Linked DNA regions of Mus musculus: region 2 is linked to region 1. A link is a contact called in public HiChIP or PLAC-seq data. All regions are on one chromosome and are shown on one strand. Each heading gives the region's core, a stretch centred on a gene start, on an enhancer-like site or on the middle of the called end of the contact. The rest is flanking DNA. Distances are from core to core; before and after follow the strand shown. Region 1 overlaps Lrch3 (leucine-rich repeats and calponin homology (CH) domain containing 3). Region 2 overlaps Iqcg (IQ motif containing G).

Evidence for each region. HiChIP or PLAC-seq counts read pairs in DNA pulled down with a chosen protein or histone mark.
Region 2: a contact with region 1 is called in an H3K27ac HiChIP or PLAC-seq map of T-cell acute lymphoblastic leukemia, with 2.7 times the contacts expected there. The contact joins two enhancer-like sites. A contact is called at or near these places in 3 of 484 Hi-C or Micro-C datasets (CD8 T cells, embryonic stem cells and nephron progenitors), 1 of 115 datasets of contacts at active chromatin or transcription factors (T-cell acute lymphoblastic leukemia) and 3 of 9 other capture datasets (adipose tissue, liver and pancreatic islet).

The regions. Positions count from the first base shown.
Region 1 is chr16:32,950,779-32,957,553 of GRCm38.p6, forward strand. Lrch3 (leucine-rich repeats and calponin homology (CH) domain containing 3) reads left to right here. Exons shown (of 21, transcript NM_001081255.1): 3 at 1,279-1,405; 4 at 4,522-4,627. Among named protein-coding and RNA genes, the nearest start is that of Lrch3, 40 kb to the left of the region's middle. Within about 2 kb of position 3,658, at least 40 of the 459 cell types and tissues checked have an H3K27ac peak or open chromatin away from gene starts, as enhancers often do. A contact at or near this core is called in T-cell acute lymphoblastic leukemia, where this site is marked.
Region 2 is chr16:33,021,030-33,027,804 of GRCm38.p6, forward strand. All of the region lies in intron 8 of Iqcg (IQ motif containing G), which reads right to left. Among named protein-coding and RNA genes, the nearest start is that of Iqcg, 32 kb to the right of the region's middle. Within about 2 kb of position 3,827, at least 31 of the 459 cell types and tissues checked have an H3K27ac peak or open chromatin away from gene starts, as enhancers often do. A contact at or near this core is called in T-cell acute lymphoblastic leukemia, where this site is marked.

The sequences.
Region 1 (6,775 bases), core at 2,408-4,907:
GGCAGAGGCAGGCAGATTTCTGAGATCAAGGCCAGCCTGGTCTACAGAGTGAGTTCTAGGACAGCCAGGGTTACACAGAGAAACCCTGTCTCGAAAAACCAAAAAAAAAAAAAAAAAGACACTGGTTCAGTTCCCAGCAACACACACACACTACATTGTTACTTTGTGTGTTCGTGTGCTGTAATGCATGCACAGAGGCAGAGGACAACCTTGTGTTGTGGAATCAGTTCTCTACTTCTACTTTTGTATGGGTTCCAGGGATTGAATTCAGGTTGCCATATTTACATAGAAAGTACCTTTACCCACTGAGCCATCTCATTGGACCATGGAAATAGTTTGGTACCCAGTTTATATGCCTTAAAAACAATCTATCCCTGGGGCTGGTGGGGTGACAAATCATTGAAAGCGTATGCTGCTTTTTCAGGGAGCTTGAGTCCAGTTCCTAGCATCCCTGTCAGACAGCTCACAACTGCCTGTAATTGCAGCTCCAGGGGAATTTGACGCCCTCTTCTGGCTGCTTTGGGTGCTGCACTCAACACCCATAAACCCACTCTGACACACATGTAGACAATTAAAAAATAAAAATAAAACCTTAAAGCATAAAATTCACTCCTTATATTTAGTTCTAAGTTTTTAAAATCTCATTAAAAATAACACTAGAGAAATTTTATGTAAATGTTAAGTATTTTTCTTAATAAACATATAGCAGTAGATTATTATTGGATTATAAATTTTTTAAAGGTCCATGAAATATGTTAATCAACAAAAAAGATCTTGAAAATGGGCAGACATGGCTCTGAAAGAATTATTATGGGGTTAAATTTACATGGTAAGGCTGGAGAGATGGCTCAGCAGTTAGGAGCACTGACTGCTCTTCCATGGGTTCTTAGTTCAATTCCCAGCACCCACATGGTGGCTTACAACCATCTGTAATGGGATCTGATGCCCGATTATGGTGTCTGAAGACAGCGGCAGTGTACTCCTATACATAAAATCAATAAAAAAATTTACATGGTAAACTTAATTTCTTTCTATTCTAAAAGAAATGTGCTTGAATATTTTATATATGTGATTCTCGTGTTTTTTTTTTTTATATATATAAACAAAGATTCCTGTTATCTGTCTAAATTTAGTCAGGGAATTGATTCAACTGACAGAACTCAAATCTAGTATCCTGTTTATTATTCTTTGTAAGACTTAGTTTTGTATCTAAAATGAAACATGGAGATATTTTTCTTCAGTGGTATCTGACCGCTCTGTCTCTACTTACTCACTTAGTCGGAATCAACTGTCAACATTGCCAGTCCACTTGTGTAACTTACCACTGAAAGTCTTAATCGCTAGCAATAACAAATTGGTCTCGCTTCCTGAAGAAATTGGACATCTCAGACATTTGACAGAACTTGTAAGTTAACATTTCATTTTTTGATTGTCCAACATGTCTGTAGTCTTCTATAGAATAAAAATCAAATATTAAGGTTGTTTTTAAAGTAATTTTATAGCGTTGGCTTGACAATTTAATTAAGAAAGACTTCAATGTACAAGTCTTAATATCACACAAAATGGGGAAATGTCCTTGGTTATTTTCTATCCAGTATTAAATGATTTCTATATTACTAAACTTTTGAGACATAAGCTAATAATGTAGTTGAGTTTTCAATTTTTTTTTCCTTTTTGGTTTTTCGAGATAGGGTATTTCTGTGTAGCCCAGGCTGTCCTGGAACTCACTCTGTGGACCAGGCTGGTCTCAAACTCAGAAATCTGCCTCCCAAGTGCTGGGATTAAACGTATGCACCACCACTGCCTGCCTGAGTTTTCAAATTTTTATATCAATATTTTTATGATATTTATTAGCCTTCATAAATGAATGGACATTCCAAAAGTTACTCTTTGATTTTTTTTTGGTATGTTTGTTTTCTTGCCATATCTTTGGAATATGTAGCCAACTATAATTTGCTATTACATATATCCTAAGATACTATTAAATTTCTTCTACTATTGTATACTTGTCAGTATACAAGAAACCATGTTTGTTTGTTTGTTTCAAGACAGGATTGTTCTGTGTAGCTTTTGCTGTCCTGAAACTTTGCTCTGTAAACTAGGCTGGCCTTGAACTCACAGAGATCTGCTTTCCTCTGCCTCCCAAGTGCTAGGCTTAAAGATATGCCCCACTAACTGCCCTGCCCAAGAAACCATCTCTTAACTGTTTATGTTTTAAGTTAGTTTAGGAGTTAAACTGTTTATATCCCCACAATTATGTTATAAGCTGGACTAATATTGTCTGCATTTTATAACTATGGAAACTAGTACTCATATGACATAATTTGCCAGAGGCTGTGTCACCATAGGATTGGAAATCAGCCTCCTTGAACTAAAGTCTGTTTCGAATTACTTGAAATGATCAAATGCAACTGTGTCCATTGAGATTTAGAAATACAGTTTATTAATAAAGATGGTTGTAAACAGAAAAAGAAAGATATAGGGCTGTAGCAATGGCTCAGAGGTTAAGAGCACTGACTGCTCTTTTAAAGGTCCTGAGTTCAATTCCCAGCAACCACATGGTGGCTCACAGCCATCTGTAATGGGATCCAATGCCTTTTCCTGGAGTGTCTGACAGCTACATTGTACTCATATACATAAAATAAATCTTATTTTTTAAAGGTATAAATCTAGCTAGACAAATTAGATTACTTTGGTAGGAGGACTTTAAATATAACAGGTTATATGTTAAAAATTCACAGACGTTAAATCTAGAGTTGGGATTTTAGGCTACTATTTTTGTGCTAGCTAGACTTTGGAAATAAAACCCAAAATGTATGTTTTGGGGGCATTCTTTAGAACTTGGTTTGTTAACACGAAGTAAGTATAACTTACACTCTAAGTTCTTTTCTTTATTTTTCCATTTTATTTTATTTTATTTATTATATTTATTTTATTTAAAATTTTTCATCATATAGTTTGATCATATTCTTATTTTTTGAAAAAAATATACTTTATAGCCTGCATTGCCCTTGAACTCAGTCTTCCTGCCTTAATTTCCAAAATTTTTAGCATCAAATCAATTAAATTTTGTAACTACTTACAGAATCCTAAGTTCTCAGCAGACAGATACACGTTTGAGAAACTCCTGTTAGTTTTTTTGAAAAGGTGCCAGTTGATGCCTGCAGTATTCAGGGGACTTTTGACAGAGGAAGGGGACTCTGGCTTCCGTGATGGTAGTCTTACCACATCCTTCTCTCTTTCCTTCCCACCCCCATTTCTGGTGAGAGTAAATGTCTTTCTATTGACACGGGTATTTTCTGAGAGATAAAACATCAAGTACTAAAATTCTAGCCACAGACCCACGTGCTGTGCCTCTTCAACTTCTTTTACTGCCCGTTTTAAATTTGATGCTTAGAGCACTGGACTTCAAAGTCCAATTTTTGATCCTACTTGTCATTAATGAATAGGAAAGATGAAAATTATATTCTTTTCTCTTTTGAAAAAGATAAAATAATGTTTGGGGCCAGCAAAATGGGTCAACAAGTAATAGTGTTTGCAGCCAAGCCAGATGACCCTGAGGCCAGGTGGTAGAGAAGAGCCAAACCCCACAAACTGTCCTCTGATCTCCACACTCAGCAATACCCCCTACTTCCTCTCACCCACAAATAAATAATAAATGTAATCAAAGCCTTAAGGCTGTGTAAGGCTGACGCAGCTGCATGGTGAGCAGCCTGGCTTTGTAAGTAGTGCTCTTTGCTTTCTCGTGTGTGTGTGTGTGTGTGTGTGTGTGTGTGTGTGTGTGTGTCGGGGGGGGGGGGGCATCTAACTATCCAATTACAGCGTGAGCTACCTTCTGCTGCACATGCGCATAGCTTGTAAATCATTCTGGCCGTCTCAGAACCATGGGATGTTTGCAGTTTTCATCTTGGAAGCTGTAGCTAGTCATTCTTTCAGGCCTATTGAGATCAAGCTCTTAAGCAAGCACCAGCAGGCCTCTGGACCCTGTGTATTAGACTCAGACTAACTGGATACTACCAGCCTGCTTTTCCATAGCTTTTGAGTTGTGTATGATTTAGTATTTCCCTTTACATGCAGTTGGATAAAAATAGAGTCATTCCTTACACTTTAATTTTATATTTTTGAACAATCTAACTGGCACTTTGAAAAATGGCAGCTTTTCTATGTAATAATTTTTAATCATTTTTTTAATTTTAATTAGAATAGTATAACATAAAATATACTTTTTCTGCTTTACCTTTTACCAACATTTTTATTTGATCTAGTATTCTAGGCTTTCTACTAATATCTTAAGCCATATAATTTTAATTTCAAAAAATTTTATAAGCCTATATAAAATATATAGAATGAATTAAAAGGCCTATAAATTAAAATAAAACTGAGTTATTTTCAGGTACAAGATGATTTCATATACACACACATGCATATATACCAAGAAAATTACCTAATTTCATTTTGTAATAGTTTAAAGCAGGTAAGTTTATGATTAAAATGATCTTGCTTTTGTACTCTTTGAAATAGGATGTAAGCTGCAATGAAATTCAAACTGTGCCTTCCCAAATTGGTAATCTGGAAGCCTTGAGAGACTTCAATGTAAGAAGAAATCATCTTCTACGCTTGCCTGAAGGTAAGAAACTATGAAATAATTGTTCTGTTGGTATTTGTTTTTTTATTTTAAAGGCCTCACAGACTGATGGGCAGAAGCCAAAACTATGCACAAGTTAGAGCCAGTGCTTAAGCTCTAATGACTTATTTAGCTAGCACCATCTACTCGATTATGCACTCTAGAAAACTATGAAGATCTGGGCTCCTGGCATGGGCCTGTTATCCCAGCTACTCAAGAGATTAAGCAAGGCAGGAGGATCACCATACAGGCCTGCCGAGTAAACCTGTCTGAAGGTCAGAGTTACAGAGAGGGCAGTCATGAGTCTTAGGCCAGCATGGGCAACACATCAAGACCCTGCCTGTCTTCAGAGAGAGACAAGAGGGAGACAGACAAAGACAAAAGAGGGAGAGGCCATGTACTTCATTGGTGCAGCGCTTGGCTAGCAGTCAAGACTGGAGGTTCAATCCTCAACACCAGCAAAACAACAAAACCTCGAGAGAAAATTTTTGGTAGCCCTTGCTCAGTGATTCCATTTTCCATCGTCTTGACTCCTGAGCTATGCAGTTGATCCTTCGTGGCAGTGTCGTGTGAATTTAACCAGGCACAAAGTGGGGAGAAGTGTAGTGTGCTTGATGAAGGGGTATCTGGTGTGATGTGTTGGTCCGCTTTATAAATGCGCTGTGGAAATTAAGTAGGATTGGTGGAGTTGGAGTTGAATGTAATTTATCCCTCACTGGAAACGTTCAGTCTGCTGAAGCGAGTGAAGGCGGTTCACAGTAACAACTGAAGCGAGTCTGCAGGCGAGGACAGGCTGTCCGTCGTGTGGATTTGAGTAGCAGAATGATTAGACAAATTGTAATGCATCAAGTGTTCACAAAGGAAAGACTGAAAATGAAAATGAGAACCATTTTAATTAAATGCAAACTATATTAATATAGTTTAGTAATGTAAAATTTCTTACATAAATGAGCTTCCATGTGTAAGAATCACCAGGAGCCGATCATTGTGGTCGCATGTGACAGGCATGTGACAGTTCGTTTATATAAGAAAATTTCCAAAAACAAAATAAAAATCACCATAAAAAATAGGTGTGTGTGTGTCTGTGTGTGTGTCTGTGTGTCCTCCTAATCCTCTAGATTAATTCAAAGCAAATTCTAGAAAATAATTGATGACCATTTCAGAATGTGTATTTAAGCCTAAGGAAGAGTCTTGTATGATGGCATAGGCTGTACCTTAGCAATGGCAGGGTGAGCTGGAGTGAGTGTGAGGCCTGCTTAACTAGAGAGACCGTGTCCGAAGTAAACAAAGAAGGAAACACAACAGCAGCATCTCCATAACAAAGCTCTAGGTTCGATGAGCCATGACAGAGTTTATAATAAATGTTAAATAATGATGCTTTTGCTTTTACTGCAAAATCCAATTGTTTGTCTCTCTTTAGCTCTCACCTTTCTTACTCTCTAGCCCTCCTCTCTTTCCCTTCCCCCTTCTCTCCACTCCACATAGCCATGGCCGGCCTCTCCCTCTTTCTACCTTCTCTCCTTTCTCCCTGCCTTTCTACAATAAAGCTCTAAAACCAAACCAAACCAAACAAACAAACAAAAAGCCAACCATTTATTCCAGTTTGATGGAGTGAAATGATTAGTTGTAACCTATGTCTGACACATTAGAACAGGCTTTTCTCAGTTCCCCTCTGTACACACACCATCACTCAAGCTGGCGCCCCCATGCTGTCACAGAACTTGTCTGGTCACCTTCACACCCACCCGATTGCCTGCAGGCCTTTCCTCCATTGCCTCTCGGTATTTACCACCAACTCAGGATGGGAAAGCAGGAATGATGACCATTGTCTTAATAATCCCACACTTTCATTTCTCTGTCTCCTCCACCCTCCTTCCTACCTCGCTCCCAATATTCAAGTTTCAGTGGAGTGTAGCCTAGGGACTGAAAACTGAACAGGGGCCTCGTGCACAGTAGGCAGGTTGCTATTGCTAAGCTGCGCTCCCATCCCACTTTTTCTTATTTTATTTGCATTTGAAACAGTTCACCTTGCTTTGGCTATCCTGAAATTTTCAGTCTCATGTCTCAACTCCTGAGTGGCTGGGATTACACCCACCAACCCACTTACAGTGCCAGGCCCAACACCCTCTCTAGGGCTATGCCTTTAATCAG
Region 2 (6,775 bases), core at 2,577-5,076, 70 kb after region 1:
AAGACCCTGCTGTAAGTTGCATCAGATTGGCTTCTGTGTGTGTTTTGGGAGATCACTAACATTTCCCTGGCACAACAAATACTGAACACTCATCCAAAAAGATAGAAATGTGGGCTGGGATAGTTCTGCTGGGATCCTGGCCTGGCATGCATGAAGCCCTGGGTTTGATGGTCTGCACCACATAAAACTAGACATGGCTGCCCATACCTCTAGTAGAAGCAGGAGGATCAGGAGTTCAAAGCCAATGTTAGCCCCATAGCAAATTCTAGTCCAGCCTGAGATATAAGATACCTTGACTGAGGGGAGAGGAGTCTTCAAATTTCTAAGTGAAAATAGATATGAATCTAAGATACCAGCCAAAGTTTCAAATAGGAGAGAAAGATGATGAGATTCAGTCTATGAAAGTTACTTGAAGATGTCCGTTTGCAAGGGAAAATAAATGGCGTGTAACAAAGGAAAAAAAAAAAAAAAAAAACAGTGAAGTGTGATTCTCATGACAGTCCCTCAGGAGGCACCAGGACTACTGGGAGGAGCCTGGGCCCTGAAGGCAGATCGCCAAGGTTCAAGTCTGGCACTCAAGTTTACTTGAATTCTTTAGTCCCCTAGCTCTCTCCACTAGTGGCTAGAGATACAACAATCTCCACACACAGCACAGCACAGTGTAGTGTAATAGTGGTAGGCTAATGGACTGACAATTGTATAAAATTGGTTTCAACACAGGATATTGGAAAGGGGGGGGCAGTAAATAAGAGTTTTAATAAAAGCAACAGGATATGCATAATGATTAATTCTACACCTAAGAGAGAGACAGTAAAACCTAGACATGTATAAAAAAGAATTTTTTTTTCTAAGATAGGGTTTCTCTATGTATTCCTGGCTGTCCTGGAACTCACTCTGTAGACCAGGCTGGCCTTGAACTAAGAAATCCACCTGCCTCTGCCTCCCAAGTGCTGGGATCAAAGGCGTGCACCATCACTGCCCAGCATACGATTATTTTTTTTTAAGATTTATTTATTTGTTATTTATGAGTACACTGTAGCTATACACCAGAAGACACCAGAAGAGGGCATCAGATCCCATTATAGATGGTTGTGAGCCACCATGTGGTTGCTGGGAATTAAACTCAGGACCTCTGGAAGAGCAGTCAGTGCTCTTAACCATTGAGCCATCTCTCCAGCCCCTATATAAAAAATTTAAAGGTTACAGCAGGGTGAGTGGTGGCGCACGCCTATGATCCCAGCACTCAGAAGGCAGAGGCAGACAGATCTATAAGTTCAAGGCCAGCCTGGCCTACAGAGCAAGTTCCAGGACAGCCAGGGCTACACAGAGAAACCCTGACTTAGAAAACAAAACAACAACAAATTTAAAGGTTGCCATTGAGCTCAAGAGATGGCACTGTTGTCCTCTTGCAAAGGACCTGTTTCAGTTCCCAACACCCATGTCCACACAGGCTCAGCAGCCTGTAACCGCAGCTCCGGGAGTCTAAAGCCATCTCTGACCTCCTGGGTACCTGCACTCATGCCCACATGCCCACATGCCCACACAGAGACACATACATAATTCAAAAATAAGTCTCAACAGCTACTAGTGAAAACCAGAAATATGTAAGTCCTAAAGTCCAGGAGCATTCAATAGTAAAATACAGAAGATTAGGTATGGTGGAGCATGTGGTAACCCAGCGCTGGGGGCAGAAGCAGGAGACCAAAAAACTGAAACAAAATGGAATCTTTCCTACGAAGACATGTTACAAAACATGACTCTGAAAGATCTGGTAAATGAAGAGCTGAATATCATTCTAGGCAGATAATGTTTCTCTTTTAAAATATGACACTCCAGAAAATAAATAAATATGACATCTCCTGCAAACACATCAAGACAAGAGAGAGAGATATCCAGTCAAGATGGCTTGGATTTTACTACACTTCAAACAACACATACAGTTTTATTCTATTTCTCTTTTGGGTTTCGGATCATAGTAAAATGGAATTGTTTTCAAGCCATGCAGCCAAGCCAGTGAACTTTGGAAGCAACACAAAAAAAAAAAAAAAAAAAAAATAGCCCCAGAAAACAAAGAGATATAAAAATCAAAGTATAGCCGGGCGTGGTGGCGCACGCCTTTAATCCCAGCACTCGGGAGGCAGAGGCAGGCGTATTTCTGAGTTCGAGGCCAGCCTGGTCTACAAAGTGAGCTCCAGGACAGCCAGGGCTATACAGAGAAACCCTGTCTCGAAAAACCAAAAAAAAAAAAAAAAAAAAATCAAAGTATATCAGCCCTAGTGGTTTATTAACACCGTACCATCCCCAGGTAGACTTTTAGGAAATGAAAGATGACTCAACATTAGTGGGTAGATTAGTACAGTCTGTAACTCTACAGAGACTGGAGGGATGGCTCAATGGTTAGGAGCCTATCCTGGTCTTGCTGAGTTTGAGCGGTCACAACCACCTGTAACTCTAGCCCCTCTGGCATATTCCACTGGCTTCCATGTGGCAGATATAAACACATACACATAAACAAACTGTCAAATAAATAAACTTAAGTAAGTGTATTTTACTTTATAGACAGAGGAGAAAAATATATCATCAAAAAATCATATTGATGGATGAAAATAATTCATCTCAGCTGGGTGTGGCGACACACCTTTATCCTGGCACTGAGAAGGTGACTCTAAATTCTTTGAGTTTGGGGCCAGCTTTGTCTCTGTGATGAGTTCCAGGTCAGCCAGGGCTATGTTATGAGATGCTGTCCTCCCACCACCACCAAAAATAAATGAATACTTGGACAAGAAACTCCTTCACATGATAAAATGTGCTCACCAGTGATCTACAGGGTAAACATCCCACTGAGTCAGGTACCAGTCACTGCCTCTCAGCTCCAGGTTCATTCAGCATGGCTGGGCATGACTGGAAGTGTTTCCTTTGGCCACCTAGCAAAATACTAAGCTTCGTCAGCAGAGGGCGCTAGAGGACACGGCAGGAGGTCTGTAGGCTCACTGTGCTCTGGCTCCCTGGTCACACTGCTAGAGCTGTGTGACACCCAGTGGCACTCATTGACCAAAACATTTAACTAACAACTGCAACATTATATCCATTATGACGAGGTAAGATTAACTCCAAGAATGTAAAGAACACAATAGCAAATCTACCCTGTTTTACTTCCACATATTAAAGGGGAAGATAATCTCAATGAATAAAAAAAGTCCACCTTCTACAACCGAGTATTCATCTGACTGAAGAAGGAGGAAAGGAGAGAGGGAGGAAGAGAAGGGGCAGAAGGGAGGAGGAGGAGGAGACAAACATTTAAGTGCACACTCCTATAATTCCAGCACTCAAGAGGCAGGAGGCTGAGGCAGGAGGATCAAGATGAGTCAGAGAACACCTTGAGCTACATAATTAGAACAATATCCAAAAAAATCCAAAACAAACAAACAACAACAAACAAACAAACAAAACCCCAGCACCTCTTGGCATCCAGGAAACCACGCACTTTCTCTAATGAGCCTGAATCTTAGTCATGGGAAAGACTTTCCTTCCACCTCCTTGGTTCCTTTCTCGGATCCTGGCAGTCAGCCCTGTGCTAGCCTTCAGAGCTCTCTTTATCCCTTCTTGGTAATCTGTCCCATATTAATAGCTCATGATCCTTTTGTTAAAGTCTGTTTAAATTGATAGTGTGATTTGTGTTATTTAAATGGATTTTAATCACACACAATTGGCACTAGGAATGAAGCTGATCCCACGCTCTAATTCACAGATGTCTTTGTAAGTCACTTGCCATACTTGCATAGCAGCCTGGTGTCATTAATGCAACAGGAGATCTGATATGGAGTGTCAAAGCAGATGCCTCTGTAGACCATGACATGACAGCTGGAGGATCGGCAGCCCCCGTATAGGAAGGAGGAGGCACACATGGCCCTGCTGGTGAAAGCAAGCAGCTTTCGAATTGGTTTAGCGATTAGCAGCTGTATTGCAGATGTGTATCAACAAAGTCTATGAATAGCAGCAGCAGCTGGAGTTACAACAGTCCCCGTGACTGTGCAAGGGCCAGGCAGCTTCTGCACAGACCAAGCAGCAAATCTAAGGCCCTGTGCTTCAGTCAGGTGTTGGAAGGCGGCGCTTACCTATGCAGTGTCATCAGGGTCACAGCAAGCCTGTGGTTTAATTTTCAGTGGAGTTGGAAAGTTCCAGGCGCTCCTACATTTGTACCTGTCCCGAATATGTCTTCCCCACTGTATATACTCAGTACTTTGGGAAGTAGCCACAGTTCGGCTCCATAGAACTCGAAAACCCACAGCAGCAGTGACTGAAGTTAAGACTCCACTTGTTGGGCTGGTGAGGTGGCTCAGTGGGTAAGAGCACCCGACCGCTCTTCCGAAGGTCTGAAGTTCGGGTCCCAGCAACCACATGGTGGCTCACAACCATTTGTAACAGGATCTGACTCCCTCTTCTGGAGTGTCTGAAGACAGCTACAGTGTACTTACATATAATAAATAAATAAATCTTAAAAAAAAAAAAAAAAGACTCCACTTGTCATCTGACTGCCTCAATCCTGCTGTGACCCGGGGCTGGCTACAGGTTTGTTCTGTGGGTCCCCATGAGTCACTGTCAACTCAGAGTTAATGCTCTCAAGAAGCCAGTGTCTAAGTCACTCCAGACTCCATAGGTCTCCTGGCTTCATGACCACCTTATCTTCGTTGTCAGCCACCAAGTGGTTTTTCAGGGTTGGACCATTCCCATGGAAGTCAGGACCTACCTTAAGGATGCCCCGGAGGTCACACCTGGCCCCCATAGGAATGCGGTCAAGTACAGAGACATTTCTCGCACTCTCCACCAGCTCACTCACTCTTTGCTTCCTGACTACCACCAGCATGGATAGCCTTCAGGGAAGGGCTTGTTCCATTAGCTCTGCCAGGTTGCCACAGTGTGCTACCTAGCTGACGTTGATAATGGATGAATCTGAAGGAGCAGATTTACCACCTGGACAAGAAAGACCCGACTCTCTCACCAACTGGCATGATACTGAGGGCCTCACAAGGATGCTGGAGAGACTCCCAAAGTCAAAGGCTTAGCTCTTCCCAGGACATCTTGAGAGGAGCAGAAAGGATAAGGACCCTAAGTTCCAGCAGGTCCTAAGGGATCACTGAGGTTAATGCCTGGTTACTCTCAGACCAAGCAGGTCCCCTGGGTTGGAAATGGGAGTCACCCACCCCTCTCCTGTGGAACACAGATGTTCTTTATACAGCATAGTGATGTCCCGTCCCCATGTGCTCTTCAGTGTCCTCAGACTGGTGTGCCTGCTGGTTGTCTTCTGGTTAGGATGTGTCTGGTGATGAGTGAATAAATTCATCCCAAGCAGGCTGTCCCCAAGGCTTTGCATTCTCACCTCCACATCACAGGAGGGAAGCCCTGGTACCTCCACCTCGTCAAATGGAGGGAGGCAGCTACTAGGTCTAGTCAAGCAAGCTATCAGCCTCACCACCGGACGCACGGCACCCACAGGAAATCCCGCATGTGCAGCCAGCTTGCCTGTGTCCCAGATGCAGCCCGCACGCCTTGCATCCTAATCTGTCTAGCTAACACCCATGTGCTCAGTGCTTCTCAGCAAATGTTCTAACTTGCATAGAGATCTAAGTTATTTTGAGAAGAGACTGTAAGAACATGAACAAAATGAGAAGGCAATTGATAATCTAAAACCTTCCTCAACTGAGCATGTTATTTATTTATTTATTTATTTATTTATTTATTTATTGTAAGTACACTGTAACTGTCTTCAGACACAGCAGAATTGGGCATCAGATCTCATTACAGATGGTTGTGAGCCACCATGTGGTTGCTGAGATTTGAACTCAGGACCTCTGGAAGAACAGTCAGTGCTCTTAACCATGGGCCATCTCTCCAGCCCGAGCATGTTATTTTTATAATTTAAAAAAATGGCAAATATATATATATATATGGCTGGGAACATAGCTCAGTAATAGATTGCTTGCCTGGCAGACCTGGGTGGGGCCTTGGGCTCAATCCACAATACCACAGGAAGAGGCAAAATCAAAATATTTTCACATTATGGCTATGAAGCAATGTAAGAACAAACAAAATGGGTTTTTTTGTTGTTTGGTTTTTGGTTTTTGTTTTTTTTCGAGACAGAGTTTCTCTGTATAGCCCTGGCTGTCCTGGAACTCACTTTGTAGACCAGGCTGGCCTTGAACTCAGAAAACTGCCTGCCTCTGCCTCCCAAGTGCTGGGATTAAAGGTGTGTGTGCCACCATGCTCGGCTACAAAATGTTTTTTATACAAACAAAATTTAAAAGGTTGAAGGAAAAAAAAATATCTTCCTGAAAGTTAGAGCTGTGTACACATTCAGATGGGCAAGCTGTAAGAGACTGTGGCAGCACATTCATTGGCCTCACAGTATGGCTGCTTTTTCCTTGTTTACTAAATGGATTTTGGGCTGAGCATGATGGCCTGGAATCCCAGCACTCAGGAGGCAGAAGCAGGTGGACCTGTGTGAGTTCAAGGCCAGCCTGGTTTACATAGAGAGTTCCAATCCAAGGCACATGGTAAGACATTGCCTCAAAAGGAAAAAAAAAAGAAAAGGGAAGGGAAGGGGAGGGGAGGGAGGAGGGGGGAGGGGAGGGGAGGGGAGGGGAGGAGAGGAGAGGAGAGGAGAGGAGAGGAGAGGAGAGGAGAGGAGAGGAGAGGAGAGGAGAGGAGAGGAGAGGAGAGGAGAAGAGAGGAGAGGCTGAGCAGAACCTGCCTCAAAGGACCGTTTTTTTTAATCTTT